Linked DNA regions of Mus musculus: regions 2 and 3 are each linked to region 1. A link is a contact called in public Hi-C and HiChIP or PLAC-seq data. All regions are on one chromosome and are shown on one strand. The core of a region is the stretch at or near the end of the contact, and the rest is flanking DNA. Distances in the headings are between cores, read along the strand shown.

The links. Hi-C and Micro-C count contacts between places; a contact is called where the count stands out from the background. HiChIP or PLAC-seq counts read pairs in DNA pulled down with a chosen protein or histone mark.
Region 2: a contact with region 1 is called in an HNF4G HiChIP or PLAC-seq map of pancreatic cancer cells. The contact joins two enhancer-like sites. A contact is called at or near these places in 2 of 484 Hi-C or Micro-C datasets (bone marrow-derived macrophages and natural killer cells), 2 of 115 datasets of contacts at active chromatin or transcription factors (bone marrow-derived macrophages and pancreatic cancer cells) and 1 of 9 other capture datasets (adipose tissue).
Region 3: a Hi-C map of CD8 T cells shows a contact between it and region 1, with 2.0 times the contacts expected there. The contact joins two enhancer-like sites. A contact is called at or near these places in 1 of 39 promoter capture datasets (pre-B cells), 8 of 484 Hi-C or Micro-C datasets (CD4 T cells, CD8 T cells, Th2 cells and 4 more), 7 of 115 datasets of contacts at active chromatin or transcription factors (CD8 T cells, the HPC-7 cell line, Th17 cells and 3 more) and 1 of 9 other capture datasets (adipose tissue).

The regions. Positions count from the first base shown.
Region 1 is chr1:92,063,191-92,066,006 of GRCm38.p6, reverse strand. All of the region lies in intron 2 of Hdac4 (histone deacetylase 4), which reads left to right. Among named protein-coding and RNA genes, the nearest start is that of Hdac4, 120 kb to the left of the region's middle. Within about 2 kb of position 1,411, at least 64 of the 459 cell types and tissues checked have an H3K27ac peak or open chromatin away from gene starts, as enhancers often do. A contact at or near this core is called in CD8 T cells, Th17 cells, Th2 cells and 2 more, where this site is marked.
Region 2 is chr1:91,943,694-91,946,509 of GRCm38.p6, reverse strand. It overlaps Hdac4 (histone deacetylase 4), which reads left to right. Exons shown (of 27, transcript NM_207225.2): 24 at 477-610. Among named protein-coding and RNA genes, the nearest start is that of Gm46242, 65 kb to the right of the region's middle. Within about 2 kb of position 1,444, at least 15 of the 459 cell types and tissues checked have an H3K27ac peak or open chromatin away from gene starts, as enhancers often do. A contact at or near this core is called in pancreatic cancer cells, where this site is marked.
Region 3 is chr1:92,129,078-92,131,893 of GRCm38.p6, reverse strand. All of the region lies in intron 2 of Hdac4 (histone deacetylase 4), which reads left to right. Among named protein-coding and RNA genes, the nearest start is that of Hdac4, 50 kb to the left of the region's middle. Within about 2 kb of position 1,348, at least 154 of the 459 cell types and tissues checked have an H3K27ac peak or open chromatin away from gene starts, as enhancers often do. A contact at or near this core is called in CD8 T cells, Th17 cells, Th2 cells and 1 more, where this site is marked.

The DNA.
Region 1 (2,816 bases), core at 162-2,661:
GTTGGAACTTTTGCTGTTGAAGGATGTGGGCAAGAGGACCTGGAACTGACCCATGGTCTGCAGAGCAAATGAAACCAAAGCACACTGTGGACTCTTAGGGATTGTGAGATTTGAACCCTTAAACAAATCCTAAGCACTGTGGTTTTCTTCAGAGTGCTGAATGGGTTTCCAAGTCAGCAGAATTTTCTCTTGGACTTGCCATCACCAGACCTCTGCCTCCACACCTCTGGAAGTGTATGACCTGGCCAAGCTGCATACAGGCTGGTAGTCCTAATAGTTCTAATAGATAGTCCTAATAGACTGCCTTTCAACGTAGGCCCCAGAGAGTACCCTTCTAGCTTCTTGATGACTGCGGGTGTCAACCCTTGGGCTCTGTAAGAGCTCCCCAACCTCTTTCCCATGCCCACTTTACTAGTTAGTACTGTGGTCCTAGTTTATTTCCTTCTCAGCATTGGAAATGAACCTTTAAGTCTTCCTGAGCCCCATGATCCTCATCATGGCTCTGGGACCCACAGCCATGCTCCTGTCCCACTGTGCTCTTCCAGACATACAGTGCTGCCTGTGCTCCATCCTCAGCCTGTGCTTCCCTGCTCCTGTAGAGCTCTTTCTTTCTACACACCCAAAGTGTGCTTTACACAGCCCTTTCTTCATGTCCTTAAGATACCTGCTCAGAGGCCATCACCATTGTCTCTCATACCACACAGTCCATTTACTAGACCTTTTGGCTGTTGGGAGTTTGGGGTGCCAGGACTCGGTATTGGCCAGAATGTATCCTTCAGACCCTCCAGCTGCTCAGCAACTAGCCAGGAGGACACACTGTCAGTGCGTTTCTGGCAGAGTGATGCCATGCACCCTGTGCTCAGTGCCCTGTGTGCAGATCAGTAAGCTAAATGCTGCATGGGAAGTTGGTTTACTACCTGGTCAGCACCAACTTGGGACAAGGACAGTAACTGTCCTTTCCCTTCCTCTTCCCACCCTGAGGACTAAGCTCAGGTGAAGGAAGCACTTAGACAATACCTAACTGGTCAAACAGGAGCCTGACTTGTGAGACTCCTAATTTAGGACGTAGGCTCAGTGCTAGGAAGATTCTCTAACACCAGTCTAGAAAAAGAAAATGTCTTTTTCATGAATTAAAGCAAATATTAATTCTACAAAATTCCAGAAGAGAAAGTCTTTGAGCCCACACTGCCCTTGTGGTGGAGGGGAGAGTGATCTTGGAGCCTATACTGGTCAGTCCACCCCTTCGGCACTTGGCTGCCATGCCCTCTATGCTATCCTCGCTCCTGGCATCCAAGGCACCAGGCTTCTCAAACACGTATCATCAAGACACCAAGAGCACCACAGGGCAGGCAGAGTCACAGAGAGGGTGGCTAACAGGCTCAGCACTGTTTAGCCACAGGGTGAGCCGACGCTGACTCTGATGGCTGCTTAGGGCTTATTGTTGTGGATTAGTGACTCATTCCTTTGAGCTGATTGTTAACGTCTACCTGTTCCCCAGCTTCCTGTCACTTAACCACAGACACCTTTAGCTGATTTGTGATGTTCAACAGTGTGGACAGTGTTTGGAGGCAGGCTCATCCATAAAGTAGGTTTGGTTGCTGACTCACCCTTTTCAGGGAGTCGGATGCTTTGGCATTTGTGGGGTGGAGCACCTTAGGGAGGAGCTAGCCTAGACTCTGACTGAACTCAGATCATGGTCTTCCCTACAATATAAGTCAACCTAACTCCCCATATCAGCCAGTCTTGATCAGATCAACAGACAAGGGAGTCCAGCTGGAAGGTGGTTCTGCAGGACTGATGTAGCTGGGCAGGTCTGACCCCAAACCTCATAGGCCACAAGGCCCCAGGTTATGGCCTTTCCCTTCTCCTCAAGTCCTCTGTGAGTTGGCTACCACAACTTCTGCTTCTACAGATAGACAGCTGATGTCTGGAGTAGGTAAGGTTAGTTCATTCCCAGTGGGCATCAGAGCTGGGGCTGCATCTTTGCTTGAGATAATTGTCCCTGTACCATGTCCTTTGCCTGACTGAAGGTGCCTATATTGAGAGCTGCTGCTTGTAGTTCAAGAGCCTGTGGGTACTGCTGCACTACCCTTTGTAGTCGTCATCCATTACTTGTTACATGGGCTCTGGGGGAACATGCATATCTTATTTCCAAGGTTATTTTCTCCTCCTCTACTTTGAGTAAAACTGTCCTGAAACAATGCACCCAGTTACTCCCCATCCCCCAGGGATGAAGATGTTCTGGAGCAGAGAGATGAGTGCTGTTTGCAGACCTGTCTAGGTCATCATCCTATCTGTGTGCCCATTTATAAATGTCTGATGGATCATGTTGTTCTCTGAGGCGGACCTGTCCCTGAGAGCCAATGTATAGCACCTTCCACAAGACACCTGCCCCTGGTCAGGAGACACTACAACGTGGCTAAGGCGACCATCCAGACAAAGATGTTTCTTCTGTGTATTCCTTTGCATCCTTGCTGTCACACACCTGCTGGCTCACTCAGTGCTTGTTGAGCCTCTGACACACCCAGCTATGTGTACTGTGCCAGGACCCCCTATGGCTAAGCTAGGCCTGCTCTTCCCTTGGACAGTGCCTGCCTGTGGGTGTGCTGTCTTCCACACATGTTCCTCTGTGAACATGCTGTGTGTTTCTTGTTTCTAGAGCTTCTTGGCTATGTGCATACTGCCACTTTCTACATTTATATCTTCCTAGGGAAGATGTTCTAGTGGTAGACAGTTTGGGGTTCTTTGTGGCTCAGGCCTGACCCTTCCCTTTGTTTAGGCCTCTGTGTGATGTCTGAGTGTTTGGGCAGAGACCG
Region 2 (2,816 bases), core at 195-2,694, 120 kb after region 1:
GACCTGAATCTGGTCTGGTGAGTGGGCTGGTTACTAGGGCTTTCCTAGTGCCTAACCTGCATCAGCCTATCTGGCTATGCATAGCAACCCCATGACCAGCAAGTGATGTGCTGGGTGTTGACTGAAAACAGGGAAGACTGTGACCCTAGATGGAAGCAGATGCCCAGACATGAATGTGGGAAAGCTCCGTGCCACACACAGCATTGACATGGGCATGCTGCCTTCCACTTGCATATGTATGTACACAGCATATCAGATGCCCAGGAAGGCAGGGAGTGCAAAGCCTTAGATGGGGAAGATACAGCACTGAAACCAAAATTCAGTCAGTCGGATGAAGATACAATCCAAAAGCCAAACTAATAAGCATGTTAAGCGAGCCTCAGTTACTGAAGATGATACCCAGCTCCTGTGTTTATTAGGGATGTTGAGGGGAGTATCTGGCGCGCTCCACTCAACGTGTCCCTCTGCCTTTGCAGGTTTTGGGTACTTGACAAAACAGCTGATGGGCTTAGCTGGTGGCCGGCTTGTGCTGGCCCTTGAGGGAGGCCATGACCTGACAGCCATCTGTGATGCTTCTGAAGCCTGCGTGTCTGCTCTGCTGGGAAACGAGGTATGGAGCGGTCCTGGCCCTGCAGAGTGTGCTCACCACAGGCACCAGGCCGCTGCACAGAGCTCAGACGGCAGAGGCCAGCCACCTCCCATCTGAGGGGCAGTTCACCCAGCACGGGGCTACAGCTGTATCCCAGCCCGGGTAGGATGTCTGACCTTGGCTAAGAGATGAGCAGAAGGGACACAGAGCGGGGCCAGGACACAGAGGCACTCGCTGCAGCACGTTCTCCCTTCCTGTTTCACTCGTGTGGAGGATAACGTGCTGGCCAGGCCTCATGCTGCTCCTCAGCTCTCCAGTGTGGTCCGGTGTCTATGGGAGCTTGTCTGCAGGCTTGGGTGGAGTCAGCATGCACAAGCCGAGCTTTCAGCTTAGGGCTGGGCTGGGACCTCTTTACTCAGCTATCATATATCCTGTGACTCAGGAGCAATGCTTAGATTCGGGTTCTGCACTGCCCCACTAGTACTGCCAGGCAGAGTTGGGGACATTGGCCTGCACAGTAGTCTTCAGTGGGTCAGTCACATAAAGTTTTTGAGGGTTAAAGTACAGTGAGCACCATGTGAGTTCCCTCCTGCTATGTTGATGAAGACCCCTTGTTGACATTCCTAGCTCCTTGTGTTTATAGCTGCACACAACAGAGACCCAGTTGGAATGAGCTTCAGGTTAGAATGAAGGTGATGTCACATAACCCTGGGAGCCCCAAATGCTTGTGGTAAAACTGACACATAACCTTCATTGAAGAATTCCCAAATCTGAATCTGTCTAGGCCAATGGTTCTCAACCTTCCTAATGCCCTATTAAAGGAACTCTTTTATGCAGTTCCTCAGATTGTGGTGACCTCCCCCCCCCCAACCATAAAGTTACTCATTGCTACTTCATAACTGTAACTTTGCTACTGTTATGAATCATAATGTAAATCTGTTTTCCGATGGTCATAAGTGGCCCCTGTGAAAGGGCCATTCAGCCCTCCCCCTACCCCCACCCCCCGCAGAAGGGTCACGACCCATAGGTTGAGAACCACTAGTCTAGGCCTCTCTGGCTGGTATGTATATCTGTTACCTAATTTATGTATGTGATTCTTGCTTCATAGATCTTACTCACATTGATCCCCTATGGGTGCTGTTTAGGTGCTAGGAAGGAAAGAACCAGGAGTAAGGAGCACACCACACAGATCCTGGAGCCTGTGTCACATAGGAGCCCCTCGGCTTCAGGATTAGAGTGGCAAGTGGGTCAGCAGCTCTGCGATCTGCGGCGCCTGCTGCACCTGCTCTTCTGGGCTTATGAAACTGCTGTCCCCACCATGTAGGCCAGGGACTAGATGGCTCTTAAGGAAGACCCTCTCTGACCTGGTTTGCCAACACCTGCCAGCCCAGGGTTGGCCCATGTGACACAGAGATCAGGATTGCTCTTGAAGGTTCTTGTCAGAATTGCACACAATACCAGACTCAAAGTTAAATGCATGTTCTGTGTGGTGTGCTCTGCAAGTTTCACTCTAGAAAGCACAGGGTAGGAGAGAAGAGTGAAACTGCTGCCTCACTATGTACAGCTTTTAAGCTTCTGGAACCAAATGCATATTCCTCCCTCAACCTTCTGTGGACACTATTATAAGAGAAACCCTGCTAGTTATGCCTTGCTACAGCTCTGACCCATGCCATCAGTGGGGTGTTCCTTCATCAGAGAAAGTAGGTGTACACCTTAGCCAAGTCTTTCCATCAGGCCCTGAGTACATCAACCAAGCACTGAGCCTCACCCCCCAGCCCCCACTCCCCAGTCTCATGGTTGCCAAACCTCCCTGCCCTCCATTGTAGCTGTCATGAGAGAAAACCATCTAAACTCAAATAGAGAGCAGGTACTTAAGGAGGCGGGTCAGAGGCAGCAGTCAGCCACACGTGTCCCCAGCCCTGCCTGGCCAGCAAAGCTTGCTCCCACTGACTTCCCTGAAATCCTAAATGTGAAAAGGCCACCAGACTAATTGGCATTATTTTCCAAGATTTCCATTTATACATAGGTCTCCACAACATTTACCTTTAGACATTTTCCCTTATGGGAAAGATGAAAGAGAGCACACAGGATACTTTCCTACTGTGTGACTCCTGGTCTAAGGTTATTGAGGATGCCAGATGCTCATGGGTAGGCTCAGAGCCCTGACATAGTGGCAGCTAGCAACTGTGCTCAATGCTCCAGGAAGCCTAGGGATGGCAGCCTGGCC
Region 3 (2,816 bases), core at 99-2,598, 66 kb before region 1:
GTACCTTGTAAGTGATGTGATGCTTGCCTGCCCGACTTCCCATCCAGTCCTCTTAGCATGAGTGAAGAGTCCTTTCAGGAGTTTCCTTGAGAGGTAGTTTGGAAGGAGGTGGTATGGTGGCTATCAGGTTGTGGGGGGCCAGGCACAGACTACTTGTTGGGCAGTGGAAGTGTGACTCAAGTCCTTTGTCCTGTGGGGCCAGGGTGTGTTAAAGACCTTAGTTCTTGGTCCTAGGATCTCCCCTATTCTCATACACTGATTGTAATCAAGGACCAAAAGGCTACAATAAACCAGAGGCTGGCAGATGGATGGTTTGGCGCTCTCACACTTGAGATGGAGTGCAAAATGGCTTCTCTAGAGTAATTTTTTTTTTTGAGATAGAATGCTAGAAGCATATTTATCTTTTGTAAGGAGTAATCCATGCATTTGATGTAACATGCTGAGTATCATTAACCATGCATTTGATGTGACTTGGTTGTAAATAGTTAGATATGCATTTGATATAACTCGCTGTGTATACTGAACCATGCATTTGAAGTGGCATAGCTATGCATAGTTAGCCATGTATTTGATATGACAGGGCTGTATATAGTTAAGCATACATGTGATGTGATGTGGCTTTGCATGGCTAGCCATGTGTTTGATGTCACATGGTTGTATGTAGTTGACCATGCATTTGATGTCACATGGCACCTGGGGTGTACAAAGAGGATGGTAGCAGAAAAAGCCTCGCTTGTGCACACATCCCATCCTGGGAGGAGGCTGCTGCTGCTGCAAAGGCTACATCTCTCACATTCCAACTTTCTCATCTTTAGGTTGTCTCCTGATTTGCAAACTTTAAAATCCAGTTCTTGAGAAAGGGATAATAGCAATAGATTACAAGATCAGAGGCATCTAGTCATTTCTATAGACACCCCAACCATGGAGTGTGCACACTGGTGGGGCCTTGCAGACGCCATCTGAAGGGGGCCTCTGGGAGAAGATTGGCTCTGGGGCAGGCCACTGGATACTGTGGCCAGCCACAGCAGAGCCAGGCATTGTGGCAGGACCTCCCCAGCCTGGGCCTGGGCCTGATTTACCAGCCTGGAGCTGCTTGGAAGACTTGGGTGTGCTGCTCCCAGAGGAGGAGTGGCTCCGCTTACACACTCAGCCTCAGGCCTGTAGCCCAGGCCAAGTGGTTTCTTAAAAAGAATTCTTCCTCCCCTGATTAATTTCTGGCATGCAGTGCTTGGGAGCTCTTGCGTCAGTAAATCGTCACGAACCCTCAGTCGTCTGGATCAGACATAAACACCAGGCCCAGCTCCACCACCCCTGACATCCTGCCAAGCCTACTTGCCCTCAAAGCCTCAGGACAGGCAGCTGCAGAAAGAGAGGCAGGGACTATTGCTGCTCAAAGTCCTCTCAGAGAGTGCCTAACTGCCCTGCATGCCGTGCTCGTGGGCCAGGATGCTAGGCTCAGATGTGACTTATTTATGGGACTGTGTGCTGTTTCTCCCCTGACATTCCAGACACATCCACTGGGTATTTTACTCTTTGGGAACAGTTACTGCCTTCCGTTGGCATTCTGTTTGAGTTTATAAAGGTCCCTGTGTGAGATTCACCTTGTGGTTTTAGCATCAGGGGAGTCTAGAGAGTGAGTATGTTTCCTGCTGTCTGGACAGAACTTTCTGAAGTCTGAGGAATTCAGTGAACTCCCCATCAGGCCTTCTCACCCATAGGTGAGGCCGTCTCTCCTCTTGTCTCCTTCCTCCCCTCTGTCTAAGACACACTTTTCGTCTTGGCGTGTAATATCAGAAGAGGCCAGAACAGGTGAAGTTTCACCAGAGCTTCTTCAGACTCCTGGAAAACGACTTGTAACTGCTGTCCTGCAGTCAGTGGGAGACACAAACATTAGGGCTTCCTAGGGTATCTTTAGGGAACATGTGTGGCTGTAGCCTCTGTAATCCAGCTGTTGTAGATACTAAGGGGTGATATTGGGGGCCCTGGCCATATTTTATGGTTGTGTCAGGCCATGCTGTGTTTGAGACAGAGTTCCTTAGAGGCTCCAGAGGCAGAGTTACAAGTGTAGTGTTGAGTGAGGTCTTGCCCAGGTAGCCTGTGCAGAACATGTTATCAGGGTCTTTCATTATTTTCTTCTAATTTTCCACCTCTACATCCTTGCCACAGTTTAAGGAAGATTTATGAATGAAAAGTAAATCTAGGGTGTAAGCAATACTAACATATGTGATGCTAAAGACAGAGTGACCTGTTTTAGCCATAGTGTCCCTTGGTGGGTTCTAGGGCTCTGCCATGGTGGAGCTAGAGTTCAACGCTTCCCATAACATCTGAACTATATGCTAGGCATGGCCGCTTTCCCCCTGACCCCAGGTAGTGGAAGAATGCTTATTAGGCTCAAGCTCGCTTGTTAATGTCATTTGTTCCCTAAGCCTTATGCCTTTCTGGGAATGTACAGCTTCTGCTGCAGGTGTGGTGAGGCCCCATGGCTGGGACAAATGTTCAGGTGCAGCTGAGAGAACAGAGCCAAGCAGGGCTCAGCTTATGAGACCCCAGGTCCCTGTGGCTTCTGGGGGTTCTACAGTCTCTGGTTTTGAAACATGTTTAGTATAGGCAGTTAATCAGTCATCATAGGCTTTTCCTGGAAGTGTGTGTGTGTGTATGTGTGTGTGTGTGTGTGTGTGTGTGTGTGGTGGGGGGTACTATTGCAGGTGATGTGGTCTCAGTGGTTCCTTGAGCCTGGGAAAGTCTTGGGTCTGTGTGCTTCTCTTAGGAATGAGAGCAGAATGTTCTCTGTGGACAGGGTATTCATGGGAACTGCT